2 separate regions of the Arabidopsis thaliana genome follow, and region 1 is linked to region 2. The links are chromatin contacts, called in public ChIA-PET maps. All regions are on one chromosome and are shown on one strand. The core of a region is the stretch at or near the end of the contact, and the rest is flanking DNA. Distances in the headings are between cores, read along the strand shown.

The links. ChIA-PET counts read pairs in DNA pulled down with a chosen protein or histone mark.
Region 1: an H3K4me3 ChIA-PET map of shoot shows a contact between it and region 2, with 11 read pairs. The contact joins the promoter of AT5G44410 here to the promoter of AT5G44320 in region 2. A contact is called at or near these places in 1 of 26 Hi-C or Micro-C datasets (root) and 1 of 2 datasets of contacts at active chromatin or transcription factors (shoot).

What each region holds. Positions count from the first base shown.
Region 1 is chr5:17,890,625-17,895,037 of TAIR10.1, reverse strand. AT5G44410 (FAD-binding Berberine family protein) reads left to right here and starts at 1,971. Exons shown (of 1, transcript NM_123808.4): 1 at 1,971-3,906. The coding sequence starts at 2,185. The coding sequence ends at 3,792. It also overlaps the pseudogene AT5G44415.
Region 2 is chr5:17,854,014-17,858,095 of TAIR10.1, reverse strand. AT5G44320 (Eukaryotic translation initiation factor 3 subunit 7 (eIF-3)) reads left to right here and starts at 1,356. Exons shown (of 1, transcript NM_123799.3): 1 at 1,356-3,549. The coding sequence starts at 1,429. The coding sequence ends at 3,195. AT5G44330 (Tetratricopeptide repeat (TPR)-like superfamily protein) reads right to left here and starts at 771. Exons shown (of 5, transcript NM_123800.1): 1 at 580-771; 2 at 280-492; 3 at 52-200. The coding sequence starts at 771. It overlaps ABCI9 (Stabilizer of iron transporter SufD superfamily protein), which reads right to left. Exons shown (of 4, transcript NM_148085.1): 2 at 4,014-4,082; 3 at 3,870-3,954; 4 at 3,575-3,793. The coding sequence ends at 3,575.

The sequences.
Region 1 (4,413 bases), core at 722-3,221, 36 kb before region 2:
CAACTTCAACCTAGCAGTAGACTTCTCACTCTTAAACTCTTCCAGCTTCTCTTCCACGTCTTTAATCTTGATGTCCTCAGTCCTCTTAAACAACTTCTCCACAAACTTCAAACTGCCTAAAGTCTTATAGTTTTTTGGGTACTCACGGCAGTTCAAACCGGTCAACAATGCATGCTCTCTAATTGAGTACCTTATAGGTACTCCATTGACAACAAACCAACACTCTCTCGCCAATTCTGTCTTAGCCGTGCGAACCATAAGCATCCACATGCCTTGAATCATGTGATTGGGCTCCTTAGGCATGTGGAATATGTGCTTAAATTGGTCATGATTCCTAAACCACTTCAGTTCTGCATCCAAAGTCTCTATAAATTCCACTGTTTGTACCAACTGACACCTCGTTCCTATCTTACACACCTTCGTGTAGGTAGTTGGATCAAAGTACATAACTTCTGGCGGCAATGGTTGATTATCATCATCATCATCATCATCATCCTGCATATTCTGCGGCTGAAGATCATCATCACCATCCTGCATATTCTGCGGCAGGTTATCATCATCACCATCATCCTGCATATTCAATTCAAAATACTTTCAATTTCACATTAACTACCTAGTTGTACTACTTGTTCCTGAATGACCATTCACAAATTTACGACCTAGTTGTACTACTTGTTTTATCTGAAGCACCATTCACAAATCCAATCATTTACCAATGCATGCATAATATCCTAAAACGAGCCTAATCAAAAAAATAACGGTCTTCTATCATACCTTATTTGCTCCATCATCATGTTGAACAACTGCATTCGTTGCCTCTTCTTCTTCTGCACAAGAATCGGCATTTGGGTTTGAAAGATCGTCAATTGATTCCCATGCGACGGCGTTTGAATTACCCAAATCGGCGGCGTCACAATCGCCGGTTGTAGGCTGGATTTCTCCGGCTTCCTCTTCTGTTGTAAGAAGCTCTGCGCCTTCTTCATCTCTTTGGGGAATCTCGGCGGCGGTCTCGTCGACTGATGGAGGAATTTCGCCGGTCGATTCAACCCTAGTTGATTCATATTCTCCAGATGAGTCTTTTACTCTAGCCATTGGAAAATAAATTTGCGGATATGAAAGAGACAAAGACGAACGAAAACGGAGAAGAAAGAAGAATAGAAGAGATTGATTTTTCCGGTGAAAGTGGTATCGTCGGAGACGAAAGAAGACGACGACGGAGAGAAGAGGAAGAAGTCGAGAAGTGAAAAGGGGGAACTTAGGTTTTTACTTAGGTTTTTTCTGTAAATAATACAACTGAGCCGAGTATTTACATTTTTTTTTGGGCCCGAGCCCAACAAATTAAGTTTTCTTGTAGTTTTTGTGGTTTCGCAAGGGTTTTTCGTCCTTTCCTCATTTTTCGATTTAAATAAAAATCAATAATAATATTCCAAACATAAGAATGGCACGAGTGATTATTTATTCTCCAATAGTGGCATAAGAGGTGAGCTTCCAGTCAAGATCGGCCCATAACCATAACGCCCATAACCAAGTCAACACTACCAAAGATGTTGTCATGAATAGATTTATGGTTGATTATGTAGTGTTGTGAATATGCATTACTATTTTCTTTCAAGATGAATTATTAAGGCGTAAGACGAAACTAATTTTACTTTGCCACTTTACTAAAAACATATTTTCAATCGTATATATATATCCTAATAGCACTACAGATTTTGGTCCAAAATAAAATAAAAAAGCACTACAGATTTTCATATAAGCTTTTTGAATGAAATTATAAAATCATCAAATGACACAGACATTTACTACTAAAATATACTATAATCATATCCATTAAACGATAAGAGTGGAGTCTAAGATTTTTATAATCTTTAGAATCAATCTACCAATAACTCTCTTTTTAAGAACAAAACTATAGGCTACTAATCATATACTCATATTATAAAACATGTAATCATATAAAGTGACGTAACCTTATGATAACATTTCAGCTGAATATGAGCCACATAACTGAATCAGATAGGATCGATCATACATCAAAACATAAGAAACAGACACAACACAACATAAGAAACAGACACAACATAAAAAGTATCTAACACATACCCACTTGATATAAACAAAAATAAAATAAAAGTTCTATAGACCCATGCTTTATTGTCTTCTCACCGTCTCTGCATTAAGAAAATGGAGATTTTGAGATTTTTGCTTTCTCTCTTTATATATTTTCTTTTGTTGAATCTTTCTCTTTCACATTTTCCTTCGATTTCAGCTCAAAGGACTAACCATGAAAACTTCCTCAAGTGTCTCTCTCACCGAATCAACGAGGACGACTCAAGAATCATACACACATCAAAAGATCCTTCGTATTTCTCAATCTTGAATTCTTCCATACAAAATCCAAGATTCTTTGTTCTCGAAACACCTAAACCGGTTTCAATCATCACTCCGGTTCAAGCCACCGATGTTCAATCTACGATTAAATGCGCACGGCTTCACGGTATACACATCAGGACTAGGAGTGGTGGTCATGACTACGAAGGTTTATCTTACATGGCTAAAAGCAGACCGTTCGTTGTCATTGATTTGAGAAATCTCCGGTCTATTACATTAGATGTTGATAACCGGACCGGTTGGGTTCAATCCGGAGCTACAATTGGGGAATTGTACTATGAGATTGGAAAATTAAGCAAATCTTTGGCCTTTCCGGCCGGTCTTTATCCAACCGTTGGCATCGGAGGGCAATTCGGAGGTGGTGGGTACGGTACGTTGATGAGAAAATACGGTTTATCGGCGGACAATGTAATTGATGCACATATTGTTGACGCGAATGGAAGCTTTCTTGACCGACAAGGCATGGGTGAAGATTTCTTTTGGGCTATCCGTGGAGGCGGAGGATCAAGCTTCTCTGTTGTCCTGTCATGGAAGATTAGATTGCTTGATGTTCCGTCGGTAGTAACGGTCTTTAAAGTCGTGAAAACATCGGAAAAAGAGGCTGTCTCGATCATCAACAAGTGGCAGTATATTGCGGATAAGGTTCCTAATGATCTTTTCATCAGAGCTATGCTACAGAAGGAAACCGAGGTTTATGCTTCGTTCCCGGGACTTTATCTCGGTCCGGTAAGCGATCTATTAGCATTGATGAAAGATAAGTTTCCGGAATTAGGTCTTGAGATTGGAAATTGTAGAGAAATGAGTTGGATTGAGTCTGTTCTCTGGTTTATAAAAGGAGAATCAATGGAAATTCTTGCGAAACGGAAACGAACGTCAAGATCTTTCAAGGGAAAAGATGATTTCATCGAAGAACCGATACCTAAAACCGCGATTCAGTATCTTTGGAGACGATTCGAGGCGCCCGAGGCTCGGCTTGCAAAGATCATACTCACTCCATTTGGTGGCAAAATGAGTGAAATTGCGGATAACGAAATACCATTCCCACATAGAGAAGGTAATCTTTATGAGATTCAATATTTAGCTTATTGGAGTGAAGAAGAAGATAAGAACAAGACTAATACTGAAAAGTATTTGAGATGGGTCGAGAGTGTATACGAATTTATGACTCCTTATGTTTCAAAATCTCCACGAAGAGCTTATGTTAATTTTAGAGACATTGATTTGGGAATGTATCTTGGGTTGAATATGAAGACAAAGTACGAGGAAGCAAAGGTTTGGGGAGTGAAGTATTTCAAGAACAATTTCGATAGATTGGTGAGAGTTAAAACAAATGTTGATCCAATGGATTTCTTCTGTGATGAACAAAGTATACCAATTATGAAATATGTTAATGATATTTGAAATAGTCAAATTTGTTTCCCTTGCACATGTAACGGGCCTTCATCTCTTTGAATTTTTCCTTGGGTTGGTAAATTTAGAGTCGAATAAAACTAACCGAACCAAAAGCAAACCGGAATGTTTTGTACACCGGTTTGTTCTGAATATTCAAATTAGATATGACAATTCTTGTTTGGACACATGTCTAGTCTAAATCTGGTCCAATATTATAACGGTTATAAAGTGAAATAATTGGAAATAATTAGCATGTCCCATACTCCCACTAGAATGTCACACAACACGATTGTTGAGATGATTAATTTGCTATATGCCTGATCTTGTAGCTCATCTGTTTTAAGGGCTTAGATGTCAATTCTTGTTTGGACATGTCTAGTAACTATGATTTTTAAAATAAATTTATATAAGTCTATAATTAAATTATATAATTTCATTTAGGAACATAATAATATATTACAATTAAAGGAATACTTTAGAAATAAAAAAAATTGGAGCAACAATACTATTTATTTCTCTATTTTTTGAAGCAAAATATAAAACACCATAGTAAATGGTTTTATATCAAATATAGAGTTTAGAGCAAACTTTGAAGCATTATCGGAAATGTTTTTAGTGCTAAACAATCTA
Region 2 (4,082 bases), core at 107-2,606:
TCAGAGAAACTACTCTTTCAGGTATAAAGCGGAGATGGGAGATTGTCTTGCCGTGCTTTCTCTTGCTCGATTGTCTTGTTATTCTGCTCCTCATGGCTTCTTTTCGCTATTTTGATCCTGCCACCATAATGTTTGTCTTGTTCAAGTGTTCTCAGTTTGTGTTCAAGCAGCTCAGCGACCTCTGTAATCCTCCCAGACTTCTGCAAAACCAAAATCCATCAAAATCACATACTGAGCATAGAAATAGCTTCACAATTAGTCATACTGAGAAAGTTTTACCATGTAGAGTTCAAGTAACAAGTTATCAATAGAATCTTGAGATTCAAAAGGGCAGAGATATCGAAAAGACTTGATAGCTTCGATTCCTTCATCGAATCGGTTCAACTGTTTTAAAACAACTACCATGTCCTTCAATGCACTATCAACTCTATCTCCAGCATTAATCGCCGCCCAAAACAACGAGATAGCTCGATTCGGGTCTTTAGAAACCAACTGTTATTGAAAACAATTCCATGTCAAGAACAAACGTTCATACACATAAACCAATACAATTCACTAAAAACCCTATATTGATATTACCTGAGCATGTTTGGCTCTGACGTAAGGAGAATCACCAGTACGAACCCTAAACGATTCTTGATTCTCGATCAAAGGTGATCTTTTCCTCTCCGAAATCGGCATCGCAATGTAAACTCTTCTCGTCGTGTGCCATGACGGTGGTGGAGTCAAGAAACCTCCTCCCTTAGCACCACGGCTCTCACGACGCCGCATAGTGAGAATCTTCTTTTCTCGGGAAAATCTTCTTTACTTCCCCGAGAAAATGTTTCCGATGATCAAATTTTTGGGGTTCTATGGAACGTGTTTGTTAAAGATTAAGAAGCAAAGCGATTCCAAGCCGGAAAAGAGAAGAGACTAATGGAGAAATTTTCCCGAGAAAATTGGAGATTCTTTTTGAATTTTCTCTGAAGAAGAGAAGAGAGTAAAAAAGTCTTTATATAGTTGGACCTTAAGTAACCAATGAAAAACTTAGGGGAAAGAAGTGAGACATGGATATAAAAACAAGGATCTAAATAAAATAAGTTTTGCGACGAGTACAAATTCGTAAACTTTTGAATTGAAGTGCAACGTTCAGTTATTGGTTAACAGATCATGAACCGGTTCTAAGCCGGTTTCTTAATTCCTTAATAAATGTACGGTTGAATATAACCCAAAATTTCGATTGAGAGAATATAGCCCAAACCAAAAGCATTGGTTAGCTTAAACCGACGTCCTTTTGACTGAGTGAGATAATAATGGGCTTAAAAGGGCTAGAGTTTCTTATGACAAGAGAAAAGCCCATTGAGGCCCATTAAGGGCTAGGGTTTTCATTGTTGACAAAATAAAATACAAATTTTTCACTTGCGCACATCTTCTTCGCAAATCTCAACAATGGTGTTTGAAGCATTCGAAGTCGGCACAGTCCCATTCAATTCCGATGGTTGGGGACCACCAGATGCTTCCGACACTTCCTCCACCAGCGTCGCGGCGGCGAATCTCCTCCCAAACGTCCCCTTCGCTTCCTTCTCACGATCCGAAAAACTCGGACGCGTTGCTGATTGGACTCGAGCTCTCTCAAATCCATCAGCTCGTCCTCACACCGGATCCAAATCAGATCCATCAGCGATCTTCGATTTCTCAGCTTTTGCAGTAGATGAAGGATTTGGTCTAACAAACTCAGGTGGAAACGCCGACGAAGACGCCGCTTTCCGATTAGTCGACGGAAAACCACCGCCGCGTCCTAAATTCGGACCTAAATGGAGATTCAATCAATACCATAACCGAAATCAGCTTCCTCAACGTCGTGATGAAGAAGTTGAAGCTAAGAAACGTGAAGCTGAGAAAGATCGAGCTCGTCGTGATCGTCTCTACAATAACAATCGTAACAATATTCATCAGCAACGCCGTGAAGCCGCCGCGTTTAAATCATCAGTTGATATTCAACCGGAATGGAATATGCTTGAGCAGATTCCGTTTTCGACTTTCTCTAAGCTTTCGTTTACAGTTTCTGAACCTGAAGATCTTCTTCTTTGTGGTGGACTTGAGTCTTATGATCGGAGTTTTGATCGTATTACTCCTAAAGCTGATCGTAGACTTGAGCGTTTCAAGAACAGAAGCTTTAAGGTTACTACAAGTGATGATCTTGTGATCAGACGTCTTGCTAAAGAAGATAAAGCTACTGTTTTTGCTACTGATGCTATTCTAGCTGCTCTTATGTGTGCTCCTAGATCGGTTTATTCATGGGATCTTGTGATTCAACGTGTTGGGAATAAGCTTTTCTTTGATAAGAGAGATGGGTCACCGCTTGATTTGTTATCTGTTCATGAGACTTCTCAAGAGCCTTTGCCTGAGGGTAAAGATGATATTAACTCTGCTCATTCTCTAGGTCTGGAGGCTGCTTATATTAATCAGAATTTTGCTCAGCAGGTTTTGGTTAAGAATGGGAAAAGGGAAACTTTTGATGAGCCAATTCCTAATGTTAATGAAGGTGAAGAGAATGCTTCTATTGCTTATAGGTATAGGAGATGGAAGCTTGATGATAGTATGTATCTAGTTGCTAGGTGTGAGTTACAGAGCACTGTTGATTTGAATAACCAGAGATCGTTTTTAACTTTGAATGCTCTTAACGAGTTTGATCCTAAGTACTCTGGTGTTGATTGGAGACAGAAGCTTGAGACTCAGAGAGGTGCGGTTTTAGCTAATGAGTTGAAGAACAATGGTAATAAGTTAGCTAAATGGACTGCGCAGGCTCTCTTGGCTAATGCGGATATGATGAAGATTGGGTTTGTTTCGAGGGTTCATCCTCGTGATCATTTTAACCATGTTATATTATCGGTTTTGGGGTATAAGCCGAAAGATTTCGCTGGGCAGATCAATCTGAACACTAACAATATGTGGGGAATTGTGAAGTCGATTGTTGATCTGTGTATGAAGTTAAGTGAAGGAAAGTATGTTCTAGTGAAGGATCCATCGAAGCCTCAAGTTAGGATTTACGAAGTTCCGGCTGATGCATTTGACAATGATTATGTGGAGGAGCCACTCCCTGAAGATGAACAGGTTCAGCCACCTGAGGAGAACACTGATGCAGGAGCAGAGACTAATGGGGTTTCCTCTACTAATGTAGCTGTAGAGGATAAGAAATCCGAAGTTGAAGCCTGATTTTGATGATATGGGTATATTTCAAGTCGTGTTGTTTTGAGTTACTTTTAAAAAATGTTCGAAAGCTTGTTCACTTTTTCATAGACTATTTATGTTCCAAAATGTTGGTTCATGCTTTCTTGGTTGTTTTTGAATTAACTCTTTGAACTTAAAAGGTCATCACTGTGGTAGGTGCTTGGTCATTGATATTCCGGCATTAGAGAACAGTAGCATCTTTGATTATTCGTGAGACTCTTTTCTGATCGAGAATATGCTTTTTCTCAAGTGTTTATATATCAGTTTTCTCAAGCCAAAATTAATTATTGAAAGCCTAAAATTGTTAGCAGTTTGTTGGGCACAAGTAAAGCTTTCTTTAATGTTAAGTAATTGTGAGATTTGTTTAACCCACTGATCCTTCAAGCTTAATGCTCAAAAGCTGGTTAACTTCGGCTCCAAATTCATTAGGCAACTTGTTGAAAACATCTCTGCAAAATCCAGAGATCATTGCCGCTAATGCTCTCTCATGATCGATACCTCTCTGTTGAAAATAGAAAATCTGATCTTCTCCAATCTTTGAAGTACTTGCTTCATGCTCTATTCTCGCCGATGGATTCTTTACCTGTTATAAGATCTTCATTAGAGGTGCTTTTATCATAACCTTATAATAAAAGGTTAGATGATCATATACAAAGTACCTGTATGTAAGGATATGTATTAGCGGCTGCATTGTCACCAATAAGCATCGAGTCACAAGTCGAAGTATTTCTAGCGTTCTCAGCTCTGGATTGGTCCATGTATCAGCTTGCTGGTAGTTATTAGTCAATGATACGGATTAAAACTCTCCAACGGAATCATCTCCTTCTAAAACCACGCTTGGATACTTCCAAGTTATCGCGAACCCTTTCTCA